Regions from separate parts of the Mus musculus genome. Here all the other regions are linked to region 1. The links are chromatin contacts, called in public Hi-C maps. All regions are on one chromosome and are shown on one strand. Each heading gives the region's core, a stretch centred on a gene start, on an enhancer-like site or on the middle of the called end of the contact. The rest is flanking DNA. Distances are from core to core; before and after follow the strand shown.

Evidence for each region. Hi-C and Micro-C count contacts between places; a contact is called where the count stands out from the background.
Region 2: a Hi-C map of cortical neurons shows a contact between it and region 1. The contact joins two enhancer-like sites. A contact is called at or near these places in 1 of 39 promoter capture datasets (the 3T3-L1 cell line), 3 of 15 datasets of contacts at CTCF or cohesin (the NIH/3T3 cell line, embryonic stem cells and stem cell-derived epiblast-like cells), 6 of 484 Hi-C or Micro-C datasets (the 3T3-L1 cell line, cerebral cortex, cortical neurons and 1 more), 2 of 115 datasets of contacts at active chromatin or transcription factors (embryonic forebrain and forebrain) and 1 of 9 other capture datasets (embryonic stem cells).
Region 3: a contact with region 1 is called in a Hi-C map of brain, with 7 times the contacts expected there. The contact joins two enhancer-like sites. A contact is called at or near these places in 2 of 39 promoter capture datasets (embryonic stem cells and hippocampal neurons), 9 of 15 datasets of contacts at CTCF or cohesin (the NIH/3T3 cell line, embryonic stem cells, hippocampal excitatory neurons and 3 more), 93 of 484 Hi-C or Micro-C datasets (the AtT-20 cell line, B cells, the C2C12 cell line and 39 more) and 18 of 115 datasets of contacts at active chromatin or transcription factors (VIP interneurons, astrocytes, bone marrow-derived macrophages and 9 more).

The regions. Positions count from the first base shown.
Region 1 is chr2:92,483,663-92,488,322 of GRCm38.p6, reverse strand. No RefSeq gene overlaps it. Among named protein-coding and RNA genes, the nearest start is that of Slc35c1, 26 kb to the right of the region's middle. Within about 2 kb of position 2,227, at least 32 of the 459 cell types and tissues checked have an H3K27ac peak or open chromatin away from gene starts, as enhancers often do. A contact at or near this core is called in VIP interneurons, brain and cortical neurons, where this site is marked.
Region 2 is chr2:92,875,085-92,879,744 of GRCm38.p6, reverse strand. The region is part of intron 2 of Gm13791 (a long non-coding RNA gene); the gene reads left to right. Among named protein-coding and RNA genes, the nearest start is that of Syt13, 38 kb to the left of the region's middle. Within about 2 kb of position 1,979, at least 10 of the 459 cell types and tissues checked have an H3K27ac peak or open chromatin away from gene starts, as enhancers often do. A contact at or near this core is called in cortical neurons, where this site is marked.
Region 3 is chr2:92,834,328-92,838,987 of GRCm38.p6, reverse strand. All of the region lies in intron 2 of Gm39880 (a long non-coding RNA gene), which reads right to left. All of the region lies in intron 4 of Gm13791 (a long non-coding RNA gene), which reads left to right. Among named protein-coding and RNA genes, the nearest start is that of Gm32413, 30 kb to the right of the region's middle. Within about 2 kb of position 2,512, at least 14 of the 459 cell types and tissues checked have an H3K27ac peak or open chromatin away from gene starts, as enhancers often do. A contact at or near this core is called in VIP interneurons, brain and cortical neurons, where this site is marked.

The sequences.
Region 1 (4,660 bases), core at 978-3,477:
ACTGGTCAGCGTTTATCACACCAGTGCTGTGTAACAAGCAGTTCTGAAAGCTCAGTCACTGACTACAATTTTTCTTTTCACTCTCATAAATATGTGGGTCATGGGTCATGCTGAACTCCAAGCTTCAGCTGGCCTTAGTGAACTCTCCGTCCTGAGCCTCCCAGGGGAAGCTGCCATGGCCAATGGGGCAAACGCCCCTCAAAGTGGCAGTCAGGGGGAAATCACGCATGGTGCTTCCTTCGGGTCTGACTGGCTTGTCACTGCTGGACAGTTTCCATAGACAGAAGCAGAACAGACGGCAGAGCCCTTGGTGGCTCAGAGGGGAAGCCTATCTCCCACTGCAAGGACAGCAGGGAGGACCGAAGGGGCCTTTGTCCACAGACAATGTTATCTTTCTCAAGAGAATTTCCTTGAACTAGGTCCCTCAGCTGATGCAGGGTGCCTACCCTCCCTGTTGTGCCTTGGCAAGAGAGAGGTCGGGAGGCTCACAGGGCACCGTAGCCATCATCAATGCAACAGAGCCTTTGTAGGCAGTCAGTCAACAAATTCGTGAACTGCCTAGACTGGCACTCAGTGGCTCTCAAGGCACATGTCCGTCTGCTGAGAAAGTTGGGGAAAGCACAGGTTCCATGTTGGTGGGTCTAAGCAGAGCCTGGAAGTCATTTCTATGAAGACCCCACTGGGTACAAAAAGACCAGATGAGTCTCTCAGCCTTCAAACACTACTTTTGCATCTGCAAAATAGCAATCCACCTGCCATGTAGACTGGCAGGGCTGGGACGTGGGATGCGGTGCATGGCGGCCTAGCCATTGCCCTTCATCCACCCTACGCTCCCCAACTCCCTGCCTCCAGGAAAGAGCTCACAGTCTGGCAAGTATTGCTGCATTTCCCATTAACGGCCCTAAACGCTCCCTGTAATACCGTTGATGTGATCCCCAAGACTCAATTACAGTTATCAGGCAATTAGGCGCACCACAGCGAGGTGATTGCAAAATTAATGCCGGCCCCATCCAGCGGCTTTGGATCTTCCCATGATTCCACCATCCCACATCTGGGAGATGACAGCTGATCTCCCTAGGAGAAAAACTGTTCTTAGGAGAGAACCCTACAGCTGAGAGCCCTCACTTGCTGAGGGGCTGCAGAACAGGTAAAGTAAGGCAAAGGCAAGCAGGCTGAGCTGGGCAGCTGTCCATGCCTTCCTGACTGATATCATCCCCTTTTAGAGAGAGAAACAAGTCCTCCCTGCCTTCAGTTGTTAGGAAAATAGTCTGTGTGTTGCCTCACTGGGTCTCCAGGGGCTCCTGTCTGAGCCTCTGTGTCCTCAGCTGGGAGGGACAGGGATAGTAAGTCATGGCCAGCCTGTGAATTGGACCAGAGGGCAGTATGAAAGGGGATTCGGAGTTTGCTGTGGACAGCTCCATGTCTTAGTGACCATCTGCACCCTCAGGGGACACTTCGCAGGTCTCTGTCCTTGGGTGACCATGGCACAGTCGTGTTTAACCCCCTTTGGGAGACAGAAGTTTGCAGGTATCTGGATGCATAGAAAGGAGAATCAACTTCTGAATGTGGATTTAAGTGAACTTTGACCCGTACTGTTAATGAAAACAAGGCACACACATGCATGCTCACTGGTGACACCTTAGAATCAATCCCCTAGCCTCCAGGCTCAGCCCCACCAGACCCTTTGTAGTTGAGCCTGTGGTTCCACAACTGTCCACAAGACGGCGCTCCCACTCTAGTAGTCCCCGGACCCTAATGCATTGCTATTCAAAACGGAGCCAGGACTTGGTTGTCAAAAGAGAGAAAACGCGGCTGCGGAGGGGAGGGCGAGTGTTCTAGCTCCCACCCAGTGATCCCTGCCCTATTTCTTACAGCGAATTATGGTCTGAAACAGGGAGTCGGGAAAATCTGTAGTCACCATCCTGTTTGGAGCTTAAAGACAAGGGAAGCCAAAGTTATGAAAAGTGAGTTTTCGGGTTTTTCAGACGATCCCTCAGTTACTGACTCTGTGGCCACAAGTAGATTACGTAGCTTCTCTATCCCTCTGTTTCCTCAGTTCCTCCCCAGTTTCTGTGCAAACCCACTTAACATCTACAAGTGTCTATATATTCAGATCACTGGCTGCTTTCCTAATGCAGGTCTCATTTCAGCAGCGACACACACACACACACAGAGGCACACACACATAAGCACAGGTACACACACAGAAGCACACATGTGTGCAAATTAACATGCACACACATGCACAGGTACACATATACACCCAACAAGGCCTCCCTGACCCTCTCTGCTGATACTTCTTGTGACATGAAACCGTCACATTGCTTGGGAAATTTGTTTTGTATGTTGATTTAGTCTTCTCCTGGACGGCGCACTTTTAATGGAAGTAAGACCTGAGTGTCCTCGTCCCTGAAAGGCGAGGACGCGCATGATATCTGGTGGATCCCAAAGCCCAGGCAATCTCTCCCGCTCTGCCCAGCCGGCGGCGGCTTTAGCTCTGTGCTGGTGCTGCCCTCCAGTGGCGCTGGGCCCATGACACCTGCTTTTTTTAGTGTCCAAGCGTAATCTTTTCATCCCCTCTATCTACATGGGTCCACCACTAGCCCCGAGGCTCTGTAGAAAGTGGTGGAGAAGGTGGGACCTTGTCTCCCAATGATCATCTCACCTAAGTCTGAATTGCAAGCCCCTGAGAAAAATAAGCTTAATGTCAGAAGACCCCTTGGGGCCGACTTAATAAATACGGTGTCTGTCTTTACATAAAACCCTGCAGGGGCCAAGCCAGTCTGACTCTATTTTACTGATGAAACTCTAAGACCCAGCATCATACAAAGATAAAATTGTCTGGCCTGGGACTGAAGAGATGGCCCAGCCGTTAAGAAAGCTTGCTGTTCTTGCAAAAGATCCAAATCCGGCCCTCAACATTTCCGTCGAGCTACTCACGACGACGATCTGGAACTCCAGCTCCAGGGCATCCGACACCCTCTTATAGCCTCTACAAGCACACACAAACACGAGGCATACGAAGAAATAAAAAATAAAAAATTTAATTGCCTGTCCTAAAGGACCTGAGAACTCGCTCCTCCACCCTCCACCTTCCAGGCACAGGGCAGCTGCACCTTGTGCAAAACCGCGGCCGCATAAACCGGTCCCTGGAGTGGTATCTTTCTTCTGTAAGACTGCCATTTCTTTTTCCCCTCGACATTGTCACTAAATATTTCACTGAGGATCTGCAGGAAATTAGGGCGGGCCGTCTTCATAGGGTCAAGTCGCATCTTTCTTTCCAGAGTTATTGGTTTTTCGGGCCACCATTTCATCACTTATAGAGCGCTCAGATGACAACGTTACAAGACACAGATAAGAGATTCCCATGTCGGTGGCTGTGAATGTGGGCAGTGGTAAGCTGGGGCAGGATTCGCTCACAGAATTTACAAACTGCGACGCGCGTAAAAGAGAGCGCATGCGCTGCCGCTTTGCCTATGGCGGGTTTGCAGTCCCCATTTAGTAACCCACTTGGCGCCTCCAACTCACGGAACTTGGGCAACGCTTGGGAGGCTGTTCTGGTGGTTTTGTTTGTTTGGTTTTTACAGAGACTATTGCTTTGTGATCAACTTCACTCAAGCAAATTACACAAAGCCACATAGTTTCGGTTTCAGACAGGTCTCACCCTACTGCGTTTCCCTGGTTCTGCCCTCACCACCATCACCACCACCACCACCACCACCACCACCACCACCACCACCACCAGAGGAGGTGGGATAAAGAAGACTAACTTAGCAAATTCCAGCCAATGCCAGGCCGTGTGAGAGTTGGCTGTGACTGTGTCCCCTGCATATAATTTGGTTGGCCCAGCTGTCAGGACAACTGGTGATGCTGCACGCTGAAGAAGGGGGGCCACCCATCCCACCTGAGGGGCCGGAAGGGGCTTTTGGTTCGTGTTGGGTGGGGGAGGATAGAAAGAGACCATAGGAAGAGAGACAGTCTGAGTTTGAAGTATGTGTAGGGTTATCTACGTTCCTACACTGCCAAGAGGGGCTCCTCAGCCCAGCCTCTGGGGCTTGGCCCTCTAACCTTCCCAGGCTAGCCCCAAAACAGGGCACTCTAGGGAAGAAAAGGGACAGGCAGCCAAGCCAAACTTTGAACCAACTGGTTTTGCTTGCATATAACCTTGAACAAACCTCTCTGCAGACTCTGTCTCCCTGCACCTCAGTTTCTCCCTCCCTCTTTAGAATGGGGAGAACAGTATCATCTGCTCCCCAGAATAAAGCAAACGAATCACAAGAATAGCCCTCCTAAGGGAGGGCAGGAGCCCGGCTCTGACTTCTCACCTCTGAACTGGGTCTGCCTGAAGGGGAGATGGACCAGCTCCAGGGGCCTCTTCACTCTCAGCTGCCCCAATTAGCCTGCTCCTCCCAGCTGCCCCCTTCCCAACACCGCGGAAAAGATGCAGGAGCACTTAGTGAGTATAGGAGGTTGGGGATTGTCTTAATCAGGATTTCAAAACACCACGACCAACTTGGGGAAAAAAGGGTTTATTCAGTTCACACTTCCACATTTCTGTTCATTACCAAAGGAAGTCAGGACAGGAACTGAAACAGGACGGGATCCTGACATCAGGAGTGGATGTAGACACCACAGAAGAGTGCTGCTTACTGGTTTGCTT
Region 2 (4,660 bases), core at 730-3,229, 390 kb before region 1:
ATAAGATATGCAGGAAGGCTGGCATGCACTTGAGCCTGAGTCTACAGACCATGCAATGTGCTTTACCATGGGCAAGAATAAGAAGGAAGGTCAATAGGCTTGTTGAACAGTGACCAGAGAGTGGGCAGCTCTGACTTAAATAATCATCAGGCTGTATTCGGTTGGACCCTGTTTGAAGGCACAGAAACCATGAGTTTTGTCATTAAAGGTTGGAAGGCTTAAGTAGAGAAGTGATTTGCGTTCTAAGACTATTATGATCTCTTTGGGGGAGTGATTGATTGTAACAGTGTTGCAAGGGCAGGACAGCAGGGAGCAAAATGAGTGCTGGAAGGCCACATGAGCCACAAGGGCAGCCTGGGCTCTGAGGATGGAGCTGGCCAGGAATACATTCTTCCAGATGCATCTTCAGAGCTGCTGGTTGCAGGATGCGGAGCAAGAGCAGGACTTGAGAGATGCTCAGGCATTCCCTTGGGCGTTCCCTAGGAAGACTGCACTGCTTCATAGGAAGAGATGCTAGGACAAGTATTTCCCACACTAGAGGGAGGAGTGTGTGTGTGTGTGTGTGTGTGTGTGTGTGTGTGTGTGTGTGTGTTGACTGAAGCTGTTAGCGTCATCTTTCATCCTATAGAACCCTGCAGTAGGACCTAAAAGGTTGAGCAGTGACACTTACTGTCAGTCAGATTGGCACAGGCTCACCCATGGCAGCAACTTAGGGATATCTGTGCTCATGCAGCTTGCAGCCTGCTGTGCACCCTCCACATGCTCTGTTCTTTAAGGAGTGTGAGCCTCAGAACAACTGTAAGGTACAGGTACTCCATGAGCCCTCAGTTTACAGAAAAGGTGAGGTGTGAGAGCAGAGGCAAGGTCCTACCACATCTAGGCTTAGCAACACTGGCTCTAGAATGGCCAGGGTGTGCAAGCCCTGGTTTGTTTTCCTGTCTCTGACTCCAGATGTGGAGACCTGAGCAAAGGCTTTGTCGTACAGCAAACAACAATTCACAACGATACTTTGTTGCATCGATACTTGGGTACCCAGCTAACAGGACTCTTCTGAAGTTGAGACACAATGGGTCTCCAGCAGATGCTGATTGCAATGATCACCAGCACCAGGCAGGAGGCAGGCTGTGTGTCGATCTCTTTCCTTCTCTTGTTGTTACTCTGTGGCTGCTCTAGTGAAGCTGGGCAAGGAAAAACTTGAACATCCTTTCATGGATCCTTCCTCTTACTGGAAGGGAGGAGAGAAGAAAGAAGCGCAAATGTTAACAGGGTGTAAAATCCAAACAGAAAGGCTCAGAGGCAGGGACAACAGTGACCTGGAGATTGCAAATGGCAAATGATGTGGGGCCCAGGAGATGGCAGCCTTGGCTGAACGAGGACGCTGTCAAGAGGAGAAAAGGGAAGAATGGAAGGAAGATCAACCCTGGACATAGACGAGAGGAGGCTGAGTTCTGTGGAACGCAGGCCTGTGCACCTTGTTAGGAGGGAAGGCCTGTTCATTTGCTTCTCCACTGTTGAAAATTTTAAGGACAGAGATATGTTTGATTAACTTCCAGCAGAGGAAAGATGTGGTCCTTCTGTGGGAAAGTGAGAAGTAGTCTGCCCATCCCTAGAGGAGGGAGAAAGGAAGATGGAGGAAGGAAGAAGGAGGGAGACACTCTAAGCAAGATAGCTGCATCCCTGCCCAGTGTGTCTCTGCCTGCCCAGTGTGTACCTGCCCACTGTGTCTCTGCCTGCCCAGTGTGTGCCTGCCCAGTGTGTACCTGCCCAGTGTGTGCCTGCCTTCCCAGTGTGTACCTGCCCAGTGTGTACCTGCCCAGTGTGTACCTGCCCAGTGTGTGCCTGCCCAGTGTGTGCCTGCCCAGTGTGTGCCTGCCCAGTGTGTCCCAGCCATAGTCTCTTCACTCACTGGGACTAGAGCAATACCATCTGGAATCAACATCAAGCCACCCTGAAGCAATGATACAAAAGGGAAAAGACTGGCTGGCTGGGCCCGAATTAGACACACAACTCAGACTCAGCCATGCCAGAAGGGAGTTTGATCAGCTGCTGCCAACCATGGAAATTGCTTTTCTGGGAAAGACAGACTTGTTAAGAAGTGAATAGGGGCCAAGCCTTAAATCAGGGGTCCGCAAGCTTAGCTGTAAAGGGCAGCTAGTAAATACTTAGGCTCTCCACTCGGAGGCTCTGGGTGGCTCTGCTGACATCCTGGGCAATTAGCTAGACAGTCTCTACAAGAGTAATTGTGTTTGTGTTTCAGTGCAAATTTATTTAGAGACAAAAAGATGTGAATTTCTCTGTGAAAAGGGAACAAGACCTAGGGTGGAAGACACATACTATTAAGGACAAGGATCCAATGTACACAGATATTAATAATTCAGCGCACACAAGAGACCTAGTATGGGGGCATAACTTTTAATCTCAGTATTAAAGAAAAAGGCAGGCAGATCTGATTTCAAGGCTACCCTGGTCTACATAGAGCAATGGCTCTCAACCCTCCTAATGCTGTGACCCTTTAATACCCTCATGTTGTGGTAACCCCCAACCATGCAATTATTTCTTTGCTACTTCATACCTGTAATTTTGCTACTGCTATGAATCATAATGCAAATATCCGACATTCAGGATACCTGATATGTGACGCCCTATGAAAAGATCATTGGACCCCCCTCCAAGGGGTTGTGACCCATAGGTTGAGAACCACTGACATAGGTTCTAGGGCAGCCATGGCTACATGGTGAGACCCTGTCTCAAGAACCAAACAAAACAACCAAACCCCCAAACAAAAGGAAGCTTCATGGAATTACTAAAGTGGAAAAAGACAAGCAGGGCTTGAATGCAGACTATTCTATGAGCAAAGGCCTTGTGAGAAGACGGCCCCCCTGTGTCATTCCAGCTCTGTCATATTTGGGGAAAGAGGGCTTCAGAGGCAGTAGAAAGATCAGTGTTTGCCTGGAGGGAGTGAGAGTTAGAGAGATGGATGAGTTCTTCAGGGCAGTGAATATATTCTAGGCAATTCTTTAATGGGGCAACAGATCATTACACACGTGTCAAAACTTAGAGCATGTGCTGTTCAATGGTGAGTCCCAGAGTGAGCTCTAGACCGGTTAATAGCAGCAAGTCAGCATTGGCTCACATACTGTGACCAGTGCACGTCACTAATGTGAGGTGATGAAGATAGGAGCAGGGCAGGTGGAAAGAGGGGGCCAGGGGAGAGGGTGGGGAGGGGGGAAATCTGGAAATTCTCTGTAATTTCTGCTCAATTTTTTGGTAAACTTGTGCCCCTAAAGTCTGTGGTGGCTCACATCTGGGATCATAGTGCTCAAGAGGCCAACACAAAGGGATTGCTGTAAGTTCAAGACCAATTTGGGCAAAAAGTGAAATTCAAAATACAAGAACAAAACCAGAAAAACAAACAGAAGAGGAGCTGGAGAGATGGCTCAGTGGTTAAGAGCCCTGGCTGCTCTTGGTGAGAACCGGGGTTCAATTCCCAGCACTCCACAGTGGCTCATAACCATCTATAACTCCAGTCCCAGGGGATCGGATGATGTCCTGGCCTCCACGGGCAGCAGCCCACATGGTGCACAGACACACACGTGGGCAAACACCCATCCACATAAACAAATCAAAACCAAACCGAAAGCAAAAACTGCATAAGTGGTTCTGTGGCGGAGTGATGTGATTTACCACAGGGTCTAAACCGGAATTGAAGTTTAAAGTTTAAAGATAAAAATCTACAATCTGAAGTAGTTTTTTTTTTTAATTTACCTTAATTTTCTTTTGCAAATTAAGTTGTTAGGTTAGGGCTGGAGCTACTGGGGCTACTTCCTCGGCAGCAGTCAATCCCCCTTTCCCCTCCACAGCCACCTTATAAGAAATGGCAAGCCCCATGCTGCAACTCTCTGCGAGTCTGGACTTCTCATCCATGCCCCACCCCCTGTGTACCCAAGGGAGCTTACCAAGCTCTTGGGGGCTCCAGGTGGCAGGCACTGCCACCTTTGATGGACACACATCCAACAAAGAGAGGCTTTGTCGCTCTGTCCGTCCCAGGTGACTGCTGAATCCTGTAGGAAAAGGGGCCCTGCTTAGCCTCCTGAGTGTCCCCTGCCATGCAACTTCCTGTGGTATCAACAACTTACAGAGAAACCTCCTCCCCAGGGGACAAGCGACCTACAACTGAATAGTTTTAGGAGGCCTGCAGTTTAGATTCAGGGAGAAAGAACACTGAAGGTTGCCAACACTGTGGTCCAAGTAAGCACTGTCCATGCATTCTTCACAGCCCTGTTTGCAATGCCTTTAGGGAAATGTGCATACTCTCTGCAGGTGACTTTGATGACATTGGTTGTGCTGATGTTTCCTGACTCTCAGCCACCAGGAAAGACAGTCTAGAGCCAAGGTGGCGGGGTTCTTTCCACATGGAGGGAGTGGAGGGGGGTGCTGCTGGCTGATACCTCTGCCGCTGGACCCTAGCTAGACCACCAGCCACGGGAGCTGAGGCTCCTAGGATTCATGTGACCCTGACAAGTGTGTGAGGGATAGCAGTCAACACCACTTGAAGTCTTCTTTTGTATCCACACGATCGGGAAAGTGCATGGATCCTTCATCCCACACAAAGAAGAAGTTGAGCCGTTCCCCTCACAAGGACAGAGTATCTGCGCACAGC
Region 3 (4,660 bases), core at 1,263-3,762, 350 kb before region 1:
CTAGCCCTTCTGAGAGGTTCTTATCTTTAATAAGTTATATATATATATATATATATATATATATATATATATATATATATATATATATATATTCTGTAGCCCAGGCTGACCTGGAACTCATGAGGATCCTTATTCTCTCTGCCTCCCAACTCCTGCAATTCCAGCCCTGAGCCACCACATTTATCTGAAACGTCATTCTAGAACTCTGAGCACCAGTGTGGAACACTCACCTACGCAGAAGAACAAGTGCCTGTCTCGCTCGGTTGACTTTAATGAACATGTCCGTTCTCTGAGTGGCCCTGGGTCACTAGTGAGTCCCTGTAGGACACATCACCGATTTGTATGCTTTGAGCCACGTTGGTTAGGGAAGTGAGGAGAGAGCCCAACATGTCCACAAAGAACTTCTAGTGGCCAGTCACAGAGATTGCTGCTGATACCACTTTACAAAGGAGGAAACTGAGACCCCGAGAGATCAGGCCTTAGCATAGAATCATCTCTGAGCCTGAGTATTTTAAGCACTGAACCTATGCTTACATGTAAACTGATGGGAAAACTGCAGACTCCATTTATTTATTTATTTATTTATTCATTCATTCATTCATTCATTCATTCATTCATTCATTCATTTACTTATGCCTATCTGTCTGTCTTTTAAAGCATCTTGCCTTTTCAAAGGCCACACTTCTAGAATTCTCTGCTCGGGGACAAAGTGGGATCTAAGATCTGGTTTGTATATTACAACTCCAACCCCCAACTGTCTTAGAAGAAAGCAGTCATATCAAGATCCGAAAAGCTCAGAGCTGAATAGCTAATGATCGTGACATGGCTGACCGATTTCTTCTGAAGTCATGGAGGAACCCCCATGAAACTGAGAGAACCTCTCACTGGTGACTCTGAAGCCACTCTCTGTGTCCGATGGTCCTCTTGTTCTATCCATTTTCCTTCTTTGTAGGTGAATTACCAGACATTCCAGCTCCTAAAGGTCACTGCTGGTATGTAGGCTCCTCCATGTGGCTGAAGAACAGGGGCTCTTTCAGGCCTCCTGCAGGAAGCAGGGTGCTTGCTGCATTCAGGGTAGGGTCAGGGAGGTGTAGGCTTTGGGCTCAGACATGTGTGGACTCTTGGTCTCTCTCTGCCCCCTGACTGGTCCTGTGATCCAGGCTTCCTCACTGACCTGCGCTTGACATCTGAGCCTGCAGATACTGCTGTAGGGATCACGGTGTCCAGATTTACTGGGCACAGTGCTGCCCTAGGCAAGGCTTCTCAGAAGCTCACGAGGGCTGTGGGAGAAGAACTCCCAGAGCTAAATGGACATTGATCACCTATTTTTTTTGTTTTTTGTTTTTGACCTGAGTCATGGATACGCTGTTTCTTTCGAGAATGGAGGATCCAGGACAGAAGAGAGTTGTACATCACGAGTCCTCCTCCAAGGTGTGCTGGCTTGGACTGGTAGTTAAAACAGGCAAAAGGAGGCTCTGAGTATGGGCTGCATTTCCCGCTTTCTACATCTGTAAGGGAGTTCACTAGTACCCTCGAATCTTGTCTGGAAGGTGGGGTGGCACTGATACTTCCCTTCATTTTTTCTTTTTTAAGACTTGTTTATTTATTATATGTAAGTACACTGTAGCTGTTTTCAGATGCACCAGAAGAGGGCATCAGATCTCATTACAGATGAGCCACCATGTGGTTGCTGGGATTTGAACTCAGGACCTTTGGAAGAACAGTCAGTGCTCTTAACCACTGAGCCATCTCTCCAGCCCCGATGCTTCCCTTCTTAAGCTGTAGCCTGTGCTCAACAGACGTGCAGGTGACACTTGGAGGCCCTTGGTTCACTGCCTGGCAACCAGGAGGTGCTCAAAATTTGGTAAGGTCATGCCTACTAGGAGTCCTCCTTCTTTCTCTCCTCCTTCCCTTGGTCTCCCTCTAAATCCTCTTTTCTGACTCCCCTCTTCTTCCCTTTCCCCTCTCCTTCCTCCCTCCCCCTTCCCTTCCCCCTCCCCAGCTTTCTTTGTGAATACTCTGGCCTGGAACCCACTGTTCAGCTTGGATAGAAGACATGGGTTTGTTCGAGCCAGGATGGCTTAAAAACATTTTATCTTAAATGTTCTCTGTCTGATTTACAATGATTTGGGGGCTGTGGCTTCGGGGTCTCTGTTCTCTTTAGCTTTGCCCAGGTCTCTAGAGCCCTGTGCCCTGGGTCCCACAGGTTGGAGCATGCTCTTGCAGCCAGCTGTTGCAGCCCACCCAAAACTTGCTGATTGCTAGCTTTCAGGCTTGGCATCATACCGCATCTCCCAAGAATGTTCTGTGGTACTCGGTGATGCCTCCTCGGGGTGCCTGGTGTTTCTGAAGCCAGCTTTAGGGCAGAGGGAAGGGGCCCTGTCCTAATGATGTCCTGTGGCCTCTGAATTTCCTTTTTGCCTGGCAGGTTCCTGCACGCAGTTGCTTGCCTTGCGCGCTTCCTCTATTCATGGCTCAGTCTGTCTCCCTGTGCACTGGTGGGGCTTCTCCAGAGAGATGGAGCCAGTGCATTCTGTACATATAGAAAAGGGTTTATTTTCAGGAGGTGACTCACACCGTCCTGGAGCTGCCAGGCTTCACATCTGCAGGGTGGGCTGGCAGCCTACAGACCTAGGGCACAGCTGTGATGCAGTTCAAGTCAAGAGGCTGCCAGCTGCAGATCTCCCACCTGCTCAGCAAGGCCTGTCCTTTGTTCTGTGGCAGCCATTTATGGACTAAATGAAGCCTACCTATGTCAGGAGGGCAACCTGCTTTCTTCAAAGCCTGCTGATTTGAGTGTTAATTTCACCCCCAAACATCCTTACAAAAAAATCCCACAGTGGTTCATACCTGCAATTCCATCATTAGAGGCTGAAGCAAGAGGACAACAGAGAGCATGAAGCCAGCTGGGGCTGCATAGTGAGACTACTTAGAAAAACAAAAAATCCAAAAACATCCCCATTAGAAGTATCTAGAATAGCATTTGATAGCATACACGAATACCGTGGCTTGTCCAAATGGACACAAACTGTCTGTCATACCATTTATAGCAAACATGCCAGGTCACAGGGACACTGCTCTATAGCTGTGTTGCAGGCCAGCCTGGATCAAGACTTCTCTCTCACTTCCTTAAATCAGGAAGGAGAAAGGCAGGTGACAGGGGATGGGATGTGGGTTTTGCTGTGTAGGTCAAGACTTTTTGGCCTCCGACAGTATGGGACAGACCTAGGGCTGAGGGCTAAGAGCCTAAAGCTGAGAGGTTGGGTTTCAAAGCTGAGAGGCTAGGGACTAAGAGCCCAGGACTGCAGGTTGAGGGGCTGAGGGGCTGAAGGATTGGGGGGCTGGTGTGGCAGGGCTGTGGCTGAGGGGGTGAGGGGCTGTGGCTGTGGCTGTGGCTGTGGCTGTGGCTGTGGCTGTGGCTGTGGCTGAGGGGCCAAGGAGCTAGGGGCTGATGGGCTGACAGACTAATGGATTGAGAAATGAAGGTCTGAAGGCCAAGGGATTGACAGTGGGACTTTGAAACATGTCGCTAATGGGTTCTATGTGATAGTGAGGCAGAGAATGCTGTCCAGGGTCTGGAAAACCTATCTATCACACACACCAGAATAATTTCCAAATTCAGATTTCCAGACCCTACTCTCAGAAGTTTCCAATTTGGAAAAAATCAGTGCATCTGTGGTTTCAGGAAGCAAATAATGTATTACTATAGAAAAATCTAAAAAGATAGTGGCACTGTCTCTGAGCATCATAAGGTGGGGGAGGGGAGGTGGAGCACCTGGTATAATCAATGCACATGCTGAGTCACCTTTCACCAGCCTCAGCTGAATGCCTCTTGGGACAGAGGCCCTGCTCCCTTAGAGACAGCCCCTTGTGTTTTTAAAAGGCTGTGCCCCCCCCCCCCCACACACACACACCTCAGCCTCACCCCTCAGAGCTCTTAGATGAGGAGTCTGTGTAATTGCTCAGCCACCGGAGATCTCTGGAGGAGCTGGAGATAGTTTTCATTTCCTGCTCTGTCTTCTCTGGGTTAAATCTCCCCAGCCCCAACATGAGACAATGTGTCCCTCTGGGTGGGTGACGGTCCTCACAGTGGAAGTGCTTGTGCTTCTGCAAGGCCCGGCAAAGGGGTCCTTCTGTCTGTCCCTGCGGACATTCCACCCTCATTAATTCAGCTGAAGGAAATGCAGCCTCTCATGGTAGCCTGGCCATTCTGGAAACAGGGCCCCTAGGACAACCCTGCAGCCTGGAATCTCATCCTCCTCTGTCTTGCCTTAGGCCTCACCGAGTGTGTGTGTGTGTGTGTGTGTGTGTGTGTGTGAGTGTGAGTGTGTGCGAGCGTGTGCTATGCTCTATATGTGTGGGGCGTCAGAGGACAAGCTCAGATGCTAGGCCTTTCCTCTACCTTTGTTGACACAGGAAGTCTTCTTTGCACCTGTGGATGATGCTCTGGTCCGGTGTCCACCTCCCACTGCACTGCAGGATCCCTGTGTTTACAAACGCCTGCCAATGCATCAGGCTTTTGTGTAGGTTTTTGGGATTCAGACTCAAGTCCTCATGCTTGCAAGGTAAATGCTGTAGTCACTAGCCAATCTCCCAAGTGCTACTTGAATCATTTTCATAGCACAGTGCTAGGGATTGAACTGGAGGCCTTATGTATGCC